3 separate regions of the Mus musculus genome follow, and all the other regions are linked to region 1. The links are chromatin contacts, called in public HiChIP or PLAC-seq maps. All regions are on one chromosome and are shown on one strand. The core of a region is the stretch at or near the end of the contact, and the rest is flanking DNA. Distances in the headings are between cores, read along the strand shown.

Region 1 (3,658 bases), core at 560-3,059:
CAACACCTTTCTATATAAATGGAGACACCTAAGAGTTTTCTCTATTTTCTACACCTGAGTGCATGAAAAGACTGCCTTTTTTTTCTTTGTCCAAATGTGGTCTGAGGCCAATCTCGGGTAGTCTTTGGTCTGTCTCATGAAGCTAGAGCCTTATGAAGAAGGTGCCTAGAGCACTGGTCTGGAAAACAGTGAGAACTGTCTCCCAGAGGACAGAAGGTGCCTCTCGTCAGAAGAGGCCATGACTGAGCATCACAAGTTCAAGGCCAGTCTAGGCAACTTAGTAGAAAGATAATGTGTGCAAAGGGCTGACTGTGTGACTGTGTGGAGTACTTGCCTTGAGTATCCCAGATCCACCATGAGGCAAAGGAAGGAGAAAAGTAAGGAGATGAGGAGAGACTCTCACCCACTGGCAGTGTCTCCCGTGGAGGGGTTGAGAGAGAGGGTGACATTGTCTGTCATCCTGGACTAGTTAGAATGTGCTACAAGAAAGACAGCTTCCTAGATTGACATGCCTTCAGCTTATTTTAAAGAAGATATGGATATTAGGAGGAACAGGGCCTTCTAAGTTGAGAATGTGTAGGTCATTTTCTGGCCACACACACACGCACACATAAATGCACAGTACTGCCCATAGCAGAAGTCTCTGTCCCTTTCATTATGAATAGTACATAGCAGCAGAGAACTCTGCAAATGCTTGTCAGCCGAGCGCTGTGGGGACCCATTCTCTTCTCGCTTGCATCATTGTTTAGAAACTGTCCATGTGAGATTCCCATCATCAGCATCCAACTTTGCTCTAATCGCCCTGGTATTAATGGAGTCATGACCACATCACATGAATCCCATATGCTCACTTTCAGATGGAACTGATGGTAATGTTTGATGGCGGCCTTTACACACACACACACACACACACACACACACACACACACACGACTCTGATCCTCTCTCTCTCTCTGTCTCTCTCTCTCTCTCTGTGTGTGTGTGTGTATGTGTGTGTCTATGTGTGTCTGTGTGTGTCTGTGTCTGTAAAGGACTGAACTAACTGGTCAACTTATTTCAATTATAACTCTAAGCTTCTGGAATGTCTGATTGAAAAAGCCACAGATATTTCAAAAATATTTCAGTCTAAAGATGTATTTGAGTCTAAAGAGCTTAGCGCATTACTCACCCCAAGCTGTCAAGTGGGGTTGTTGAGTGGCAGAGCACATACAAGTGAGTTGGGTGTGCCTAAGCATGGGTTCCTGACACAAACGTGTTCCAAACTAGAGCAGACCAGAGGCAGGGGAATGATCAAACCTGACTCTTCTGCCAGGGAATGAATTCACTTCCCATTTACCAGCTTTTGAAGGAGGAAGGAATTGGGACCAGATCACACAGTCATCGTGGTGGCTTCCTTGTGAATAGCTGTCCCCTATAAGACAATCCCATGCCCCCCTAATCATTTGTATCTCCCAGTTACATAGCAAATAGCCTGTTGTTGGGTTTCTGTCTACTGGGAAGGCATCTGGAAGGCTGGAAGAGTGGGTCATTCCGAACAGCACTGACTCTGGGCACGTGAATGCTCATACATACAAGTTATTGCGATTCCTATTGATGTTCAGTTGCTGGGATGAGTAGATTTCTCAGAAGTGATGGCCAGGGTCAGATTTCCATATGTGAAATAGTCTAAGAGAATGCTCTACAGCTCACTTGTCAAAACACAAACCAGATGCATCTTTTGCAACTGACTCACGACAAGGCATGGCCAGACCAATGGACCATCTGTCCTATTCATCTGTCGCTGCCTCTGAGGCCATTAGATGTTTAGGAGAGGATTTTAGGGCATGCTTCCATTGGAGATGACATGAATCAGCCTATCGACATATGAGCACAGAGTATAGAGTGACTCTGAATGAGGTTTTTGGTTTTGTTTTGTTTTTTTCTTGTTCTCCTTCTAAGTGAAGGCGCCACTAAGTGGAAGGAGATCTATCTCACACAGGAAGTCCTTCCTCATCCCAGCTTTCTGAGTCACATGGCCTTTCTGTGAGCCGCCTTCCCCTGATAACACTGCTTTCATCAGAGCATACACATACCTGCTTTGTTGTCATGGTAAAGGGGAGAATGTTAAGTTAGAGCTCCTGCAGTACTGCAGGTTCCAGGATGTCACGGGGTGATGGGGGTTATCTCAGCATCCCATCCGTCCTGGCTCTGTAGATCTGCAGCAACCTGGGTTGGCCTCTTTAAAGACTGAAAAGAATAGTGTCAGATGGTTCCTGCACGTGCAGAACACATTTTGATTTTTCAGAAGGTTATCCTGGTAAGTAAGCATTATCAATGACCCATGTGCATACTGGGTACACACATAGCTTTTGTTTATTTGTTGGTTTTTCAGGGTATTCTCTTGTTGTTGAACAATTATTTTTGGCTCACTGTAATTCAGAGTATAGACAACAACTATGCTATGTATCTCCAAGTGAGCCTTCTGTGTGTGTGTGTGTGTGTGTGTTGGGATTCTTTGGTTTGTTCCTCAGTTCACATTGAGAATGAGACTAGAAGCCACACAGTGAAGTACCTGTAACTATCCTGGTTTCAGGTATCCTGGTTGCTTTCTTCATTCTCTGTTTTCTATCCCCTCCCTGCTGACCCACCGAGCATGTAGTCAGTCATGTGGGAAGATGAATGAAAGGGCCCTTCAACCCCACGATTTTCAGTCGGTGTCCCTTTTGGAGGCTGTGAGAAGATCCTGTGCATGTGCTAGCACTCTGGTGGCTGTCATGCGGTAATCTGCCCTGGGTGGGCTCTGCAGTGCAGCAAGCAGCAGAGAGCTGTTAGCAGCTTCCTTGACCGGCTCGGGGGAGGAGTCAACACCCAAGTCCCACTCTTGTCCTCTCAAGCCCAGACTTATAATGAAGTCGTTATAGATGGATCTTCCCCTCTGTTCTGGCCAAGGCTGCCAGATTAGCATGGTGAATGTGAGCATGGGTTGTGGCCAGCCTGGGGAGGGTGGGAAGAGCTTTCTTCACACAACCCATGTTTCCTTCTGTCTGCCACTGAGGTTGTTCCTGCCCTTGCAGCCAGACGAAAGAAGTGGCTTCCTCTAAAGTACAGCACCAATATTTTTCTAATTTGTCCAATAAAAATCTTTCCCCCAAACTTCATGTTTGGCTTGGTTTTATCCAGTATTTTCTTTCATCTTGTATGATTTGGGTGTGAATCATGAAACGTCTCCAAAACCAGGAGTCTTAGCCAGGCTTTCTCAGAAGTTACGGTTCCTCATGATAACCAGGTTTGCCCCTGTCCTGCTCCACTGTCCCCCACCCCGCCCCACCCGACCCCCTTGCCACCAATTTGTCACTTCCTTATGGCTTCACTGATGTCAAAATGAAAGGTCCTTGACAGGTTCCAGATAAGACTTGTCCTGTACTGCATAGAGGGCTGAAGTAACTAACTGCCTTCCAGTAGACTAGAAGGCCTTCGGTGACAGAGCCAGCTCCTCCTGTTCCTGGTGTGGGAGGTGGAAACCCAACACAACAATTGGGATTAAACTCAGATCCTGGGAAGTGTCTTCTGTAGAGTGCAGGCCTACGCATGTCTCTGCCTTCACCATTCTTAAAGGCAGGATAAAAAGATTTCTCTGTGCTTCCTAGATTTCATTTTTGTAGTCTTTTGGTTTTTCTTC
Region 2 (3,658 bases), core at 703-3,202, 400 kb after region 1:
AGGTTGCATATACAGTATGTATATACTCTGGACAAACGGATGGGTCTTATACCCGGGTAGGATCCCAAGAGACTCAATGCATTATCAATATGACACATTATCTCAAAATTTGTGGACCGCTTACTTCTGAGAGTTTGCCTTGAATATTTTCACAGACAGCAGACTGTGGGTAATCAAAAGCATGGGGAGCAAGACGGCAGGGAAGGAGAGGTGAAGGTAAGGCGATGCTGCCTGAGAAAGCCAACTGCAAACCCCATCCTTCTATTTACCATTGACTGCTCTGAGCTTTTCTTTATGTGCCTGATTTTCCCACCACTCAAAAGAATATGCCTCTAAGGTAAAGACTAAGTCAAACTACTTGTCTCTCCCACATCTAGTGCAAAAGCATCTGCCTTACTAAGGGGATTGCTCGTCCAGAACTTCTCAAATGGGCTATGCTAACTGGCCCAAGGGTCCACCTGTCTATACCTCCCTAGCAGTGAGATTACAAATGTACATCTGCACATGAGGATTTTTTAATGTGGGTTATAAGGATGGAATTCAGGCCCTTGTGCTTGCAAGGCAAGTACTCTACTGACTGAGCTATCCTCAGCCAATCCCACAATGCTTAAAAAAGCTAATTATTAGCTGTGTGATAAATATTTCCTTCAACTGTTTTTCACTTGTCATTCAAGACATAGCTAATCATTCGCAGTCATTTAGTCAAAGCTTAATTAGATCATGCCATAATGTAACCTTCTTCCCAATTCGATTGCTTTCTTAAATATATACATATATATTTATACTCTAATATATAAAATATAATATACAATGTACATATTGCATGTTATATTATATGGTATATATTATATAAAATATAATGTGCATATTATATAACACTAAAATATATTGATATACATATTCATATGTGGCTATGGGCATTTTATCTAAATATAAATATATACATATATATTATATTTATATTAATATATATTGCAGCCATTTCTCAATTCTTCAATATCCTGGAAACTGTTGACTCTCTGACTTCTTATAAAGTACAACCCATGTCACCCTTGCTCAACAAAAACTCTCATTGGCATTGGGGCCACTCAGTCATACTGGTCGTTCAGCTCTGTGACATGCAGAGTAGCTGAGATCCTTGTATTCCAACTGAGTCACTTTGCCTGAAAAGGTCCAGTGCTCTGTAATGACTATGGTATACACAGGATGGTTCCCATAGGTTTTTCTCCTAAGGATGATTCTTGTGTATCTGAGTGAGAAAAATCAAATATGGCAGTCATCTGTTCAGAATTCAGGTCCTAGCTAGGAAGTCTTTGGCATTTTCCATTTTAGTTTTATTGGTATGAATCCTATCTGGGAAACCGAATCATGCTTACAATTCCTTACATCCCAGAACATAATCCTTTTTCTTCAAAAGCAGGCAGGACAGTATCTAGGGCTTTCTCTGAATGCCTCCTTGAAGCCAAACATCCTTTTCCTTCAAGCCAGAATTGAGCATTTGCACTTGTCATTGACTCTGAGTGAAAATGAAAAAGATCCAGCCTTCCAACTGGCTCTTCTCTGATCGCCTTAATTCATGGGAAGCCAAAGAGGAAAAATTGGTAGGTTCAACACTGTTGGACAAGGGTAAACAGAATCATATCACATTAACTGTAATTTATAGCATTTCAACACATTGCTGCCTGCGCCAAAGCCAGCAACAATCCACCACCATTGGAAAGGGGGGAGAAGAGGGTGAGGCTGGGGGCTCAAGTAGAGAACCCAAATTTCTATTTTCTACGCCAGAGTTTAAGAATTGGAGCCCCATCAACACTTTCTTGAATGTTTTGCTCATTCATACTGTAAAAATAAATATCACAAAATATTTTCTGGGCTCAGCCTAGTATGTTGCTAAAACCAGAGCCAGCCAGCTTCCAAACATACTCACCGAGGCTTGCTTCACAAGCACGGACATTTTGAGGCTGGCAGGCAGCCACTAGAGGGGTTATTGAAATTCAATTCAAAATGATGGACTCTGCATGAAAATGCCCATTTATGAGCACTCCAAAGGGCCCAGGCTTTTACAGGAAGATGACAGCAATGACAGCTTCTAGGGGTGCCTGGAGATGATTAGCCCCCTAAACACACACTCTGAGAGCTTTGTTGGAGAGTCTTCTAAAGACTAAGACTGTTTGAATGCATATGGAGACTTCTCCATAGATGAGGCTGCTTATTGCAGGCTGAGAAAACAAACACAGGCACAGGCGGGGGACAGGGAGGAATTCATAGATAAAATACCCCATAGCAGGGTCTAAATCATGGACCCCCAACCAGCATACTCACACCAGAGACTGGACTGAAAGGACCATTTCCTAGCCTGGGGGGCATCTTCACACACTCAGGGGTAGAACATTGGGAAACTATGTTCTTTCTGGGGCAGCCCCAGAAACACTATTAATATAGTATTTTTACTCACAAATGACCTAAGAACAGCTTTTATGGCTAAAACAATGCCTATATGTTGAATATATAAATCAACAACTCCAAAAGCATTGTGCTTCTTTAAGAACTATCTTTTTCTCTTGGGAAGTCATCATATCCATTGCTTCCTTTCCAATGATTGAACAACTATCCTCTGAAGCAACAGGAAGCTGAAATACACGTGCTCAGTGATTTCTGAGTTCTTCTAGAAAATGCATCGCCTTCCATTTACTCTGTGTGTGAGGCAGGCAGTGCCAGGATTTGTAAAACAGTAAGCCAAGGGCAAGGGTGTGGCTGGGAATTTAACAAAAGTCACCCAGTATTGTTTCATCTTGAGTTTAGGGTTTGAAAAGTTTTAGAACTGGTGACTTTTTCTGGCTATCTTAGGTCCACTTATATTGGATAGCATCATGGGTAGAAGCAAAGTTTGTGAATTATTAGCTTCACCCATTCTGACATTGCTTAGAATGTATGCTTTGGATCCCATCATACAAGAGGACTTTGTCCTCAGCATTAGCCAAGATAGGTATTGATTAATATTCATACAATAAAAGTATTTCAGGAAGTGATTTCGTGTTGTAAATAATGTCTCAAATTCAAGAATGCTATTTGCACAGGGATATCAAGGTATCCATGGATCTGGAGCTGAAGACTGTGGGAAGCCACATGTGCCGTTGCAGAGTGGCACTGACTACTGCTGGCCACCACGCATAAGTTTGGACAAACAACCAATGTGTACATATGCAGTAAAGTTTTTTGCAAAGTCACTGCCTGGCCTGGGCATGTTAATGAGGTACTGAGAATATAACCAATCAGATGTGAGACATGCAAATGAGGTATGATAATGAGGCTCTGTGAGGTACAGAGAGAGAGAGAGAGAGAGAGAGAGAGTAGCCAATCAGATGAGGAACATGCAAATGAGGCATAGTGCATAACCAATCTGGGTATGAGACACGCCTCTTCTAGGCCTATATAAGCAGCACCAGTTCTGGGCTCGGCGTCTTTTCGCCTCTGCAATCAAGCTCTCCCAATAAACATGTGCAGAAGGATCCTGTCGTTCTTGCAGCGTCGTTCTTGCTGGTTGAGTCCGGCGCGCGCAAGAGAAGACATCCATCATTCATTTGATGAACAGCTAATGCAAGGCCTTTTCATTTGCCCGGAACTTAACTGTGCTACATACACAATGATGAATACAATC
Region 3 (3,658 bases), core at 497-2,996, 340 kb before region 1:
AAAGCCTGTGTTACTTTAGCGCTCTCGTCCGGCTTGATCATCTCAGCGGTGCCATCAGACTATGGCCAGCACAAAAGTGAGACACATGTCTCAGATGCAGTGCTAGATGACAAAATAATTGTAAACTGGTTTTAAAGAAGAAAGCTATGAGCTGGGGTCTGGCTTGGAGGCTAAGCTTGCTGGTTGCACATGCTCGAGGCCCTGAGTTCAAATGTGAGCACCCAAGTAAAAAGCAGGGCTGTGCATGGGCCAGCAATGTTAGCACAGAGAGTTAAGGCAGGGGAATTGCTGGGGCTTACTGGCCAGCAACATATCTTCAGGTTTGGTAAAAGACCTTGTCTTGAAGAAATTTGGAAGAGGGAGGTACAGCAAGATACACTGAGCCTCCAGATATATACACACATACACAAGTGTACACACACACACACACACAGAGAGAGAGAGAGAGAGAGAGAGAGAGAGAGAGAGAGAGAGAGGAAAGCTCACTCCCTGAATGTGCATTTTTCTCTTTAAACAAAAGCACTCCACTTTGGATGATGTGGTCCCTGCCAGCAGACCCGATGGATGTGCCCCTACCCATCCGGCTTGCTTCAGAGTCCAAGGCTTTACCAAACACTCTGACTGGGTGAGGGATGGGACACTTTCAGAATATGCCTATTGCTGCTGCTGTTGATATATGCTTTTTCTCTTGCAAATCATTTCAGGCATTATTTTAAGAAGAGTTTCCTGGATTCAATTTATTTTCATTAAAGTACGAAGTGAGAAGCAAGAAAAGGTTAACAGTTTGGGAAGGTGCTCCCTGTGGCTCCTCCACTGTGTTGCCTGAGTTGTCCTCCTCCATGTTCTGCTGAAGGCTGGGGATTACCAGAGCTTACTTGATGCCATGGCCTCGCGGATCAGACCTTTTGCCTGGGTCCAAGTCATAAGTGGTGGAATTCTGTCTTCTTCTTCTTCTTCTTCTTCTTCTTCTTCTTCTTCTTCTTCTTCTTCTTCTTCTTCTTCTTCTAATGTCTTAAGTTGGAGTAAACTTACATATTTTAGTTAGAATATCGTGAAGCTGACATTTTGGCTCAAAGCAGAGAAGAAGGAGATGAAAGAGGAGAAGGGGGGGAGAAGAAGGAGGAGGAGCAGGAGGAGAAGAAGATGAAGGAGGAGAAAGAAGAGAAGAAGGAGGGGGAGGGGAGGAGGAGGGGGAGGAGGAGAATGGAGGTTGAGAACAGGAACTTGTGAAGCTCCCTGGAACCACCATCATTTATCCCCATGTGACTAACTGAATCTTAGCATCCTCTCGTGGTACACAAATGAGTTAGGACACGTTTGAATGATGGGAAGGGAAAGATAAATGGCCCGGGGGCAACTGGACAGGAAAACAAACTGGCTATGCGCCCGGGTTTCCTCACTACTCCCCATGCTTCACGAACAACACTCCTCCCCTCCTGTCCTCTGGCAGACACAGATATGGAAAAGCCTGTTGCTCCTAGACCAAGGACCGTGGAAAGGTTGCCTAATTGCAGAACACCCTTTTTGGCTATATATACCCTTCAGCAGTCAGGTAGTGATGAGAAAAACCAATGCCCAGCCATTCCCATATCTGGGAGCTAAGCACAGACTCTATCTTCTGCCACACAATGCTGGGCTGTGGCTCTTTGAGAGCTCCCACTCAATGGGCATCATCAGAACTGTGCAAAGAGCTAGTTTCCCATTGCCTGTCTCGCTGAACCAGATGCACTCTCACTGCCCTCCCCCGGCAGTGTTAGTGTGCTCCAGCACAGTACTGTCAGTGGGGCCCTGTGGTGAGGTGAGCCTCCACTCTGCCAGCACCAGTGACAGCAGCAGCAGCAGAGATAGAACAAGACTGCGCCAGTTGGGAAAGTCAGGGTTTTTCTCCTGCTCCACTGCCAGGCTAAGCTTTCACATCTTAGCATCAGATAGCAGTGCAGAGCAGTGCAGAGATAAGGGGCCAGCAACATGCTCCCTGGACCTTCAAGCCACCCAGTAGCAATGAGGCATGTTGTATGAGGAGTTGCATAGTGATGACACTCTGTTTTTGTCCCCCTCCATGCCCTCTCCCCACTGTGTCAGCTGATGGTATCTAGTTTCAGTGACACTGGTCAGCAGTGTCATGTTTGGGGACCCAAGTTCTCCTTGAGCGCATTTCCCAGGGGCACATTTTCTGAATGGAGTCTTGCTGGTCACACAGCTCTTTGTCTTCCCCCACCCCTGGCCTCCTTTTATTTTTATTTTTTTCCCACTTTTTTTTATTAGATATTTTCTTCATTTACATTTCAAATGCTATCCCAAAAGTCCCCTATACCCTCCCCCTGCCCTGCTCCCCTACCCACTCACTCCCACTTCTTGGCCCTGGTGTTCCCCTGTACTGAGGCATATAAAGTTTGCTAGACCAAGGGGCCTCTCTTCCCTATGATTGCCGACTAGGCCATCTTCTGCTACATATGCAGCTAGAGACACGAGCATGTGTTCAGAAGAACACAGCTCACTGAACCACCTAAGCAGGGCTCACATGGGCGCACATAGACTGAGGGGCAAGCACAGGGCCTGCATGGGTCTCACCAGGTCCTCGGCATGCATGTTATGGCTGATAGCTTGGAAGTTTTGTGGGATACCCAACAGTGGGAGCGGGTGTGTCTTTGACCCTTTTGCCTGATCTTTTGGGAATCTTTTTCTTCTGTTGGTCGTCTTGTCCACCCTTAATGTAAGGGCCTTTGCCTTGTCTTAACATACCTTGTTTTATCCTGTTTTGCTGTCATTTCATCTCCGGGAGCACTTCTGAAGAGCAAGTGGAAGGGGTGTGGATCTGGGGGAGGAGGGAGGAGTGGAGAGAGAAGACACTGGTCAGGATGCACTCTATTATAGAAACAAGAGTCTACTTTCAATTAAAGAAAGGGAGGAAGGGAGGAAGGGAGGAAGGGAGGAAGGAAGGAAGGAAGGAAGGAAGGAAGGAAGGAAGGAAGGAAGGGGAAGGGGAAGGGAAGGGAAAGAAGGCAGGAAAGGGAAAGAAGGAAGGGAGGGAGGGAGGGAGGAAGGAAGGAATGATATAAATTAAAACAGTGGTCTGCAGACCAGGCATTGTCCACAGGAGTCTGAGGGGCTCTAGCCAGGCCCTAGTGACCAAAGAGTTGCAGCTCTCGGTGGGAGCTGGAGCAAGATGGGTTTCTGGGCTTCTTCCACAGCTGATACACTGGAGTTGGTGGCAGGCAGTGAGATGCAGGAAGTAGCTAGGGCCAAGGACAGGGTGGGGGTTGCAGGGGGTTGTGGGGAACCTAGAAGGAAGTAGCTGAAGTCAGGCTAGCACACTTGGCTGGTGGGCCAGGTCGAGGTTCAGCAACAAAAGCTTCAGGAGAGGAAACTCTTCCTTGGAGTGTTACAGCTCAGTAAGACAGGCACTTCAGGCAATCTTTGGTGAAATAACTTGTCCACTTTACTCCTTGTAGATAGGGTCTTATAAACATTTCAGGGGTAGGTTGGGATCTAGAGGCAGATGTTTTCTATTGGCTTGGCCTGAGATGTTAGGGATGCCTCATCTGCATGAGGAAGGACTTCAGGTGTTGTCCCTGTGTGACTGATTGTCAGAGTCCTCTCCATGGGGTGTTGTGGTCACGTGTTCCGGGACAGGAACCTGGTTGGAAGTAGATTTAAA

The links. HiChIP or PLAC-seq counts read pairs in DNA pulled down with a chosen protein or histone mark.
Region 2: an H3K27ac HiChIP or PLAC-seq map of VIP interneurons shows a contact between it and region 1, with 2.9 times the contacts expected there. The contact joins two enhancer-like sites. A contact is called at or near these places in 2 of 484 Hi-C or Micro-C datasets (both in uterus), 1 of 115 datasets of contacts at active chromatin or transcription factors (VIP interneurons) and 1 of 9 other capture datasets (adipose tissue).
Region 3: an H3K27ac HiChIP or PLAC-seq map of VIP interneurons shows a contact between it and region 1, with 2.9 times the contacts expected there. The contact joins two enhancer-like sites. A contact is called at or near these places in 1 of 39 promoter capture datasets (hippocampal neurons), 35 of 484 Hi-C or Micro-C datasets (3T3-L1-derived adipocytes, brain, cardiomyocytes and 23 more) and 5 of 115 datasets of contacts at active chromatin or transcription factors (VIP interneurons, astrocytes, embryonic basal ganglia and 2 more).

What each region holds. Positions count from the first base shown.
Region 1 is chr14:29,093,717-29,097,374 of GRCm38.p6, reverse strand. All of the region lies in intron 17 of Cacna2d3 (calcium channel, voltage-dependent, alpha2/delta subunit 3), which reads left to right. Among named protein-coding and RNA genes, the nearest start is that of Lrtm1, 77 kb to the right of the region's middle. Within about 2 kb of position 1,809, at least 3 of the 459 cell types and tissues checked have an H3K27ac peak or open chromatin away from gene starts, as enhancers often do. A contact at or near this core is called in VIP interneurons, where this site is marked.
Region 2 is chr14:28,698,320-28,701,977 of GRCm38.p6, reverse strand. No RefSeq gene overlaps it. Among named protein-coding and RNA genes, the nearest start is that of Gm35164, 50 kb to the right of the region's middle. Within about 2 kb of position 1,952, at least 2 of the 459 cell types and tissues checked have an H3K27ac peak or open chromatin away from gene starts, as enhancers often do. A contact at or near this core is called in VIP interneurons, where this site is marked.
Region 3 is chr14:29,436,584-29,440,241 of GRCm38.p6, reverse strand. The region is part of intron 4 of Cacna2d3 (calcium channel, voltage-dependent, alpha2/delta subunit 3); the gene reads left to right. Among named protein-coding and RNA genes, the nearest start is that of Cacna2d3, 280 kb to the left of the region's middle. Within about 2 kb of position 1,746, at least 9 of the 459 cell types and tissues checked have an H3K27ac peak or open chromatin away from gene starts, as enhancers often do. A contact at or near this core is called in VIP interneurons, where this site is marked.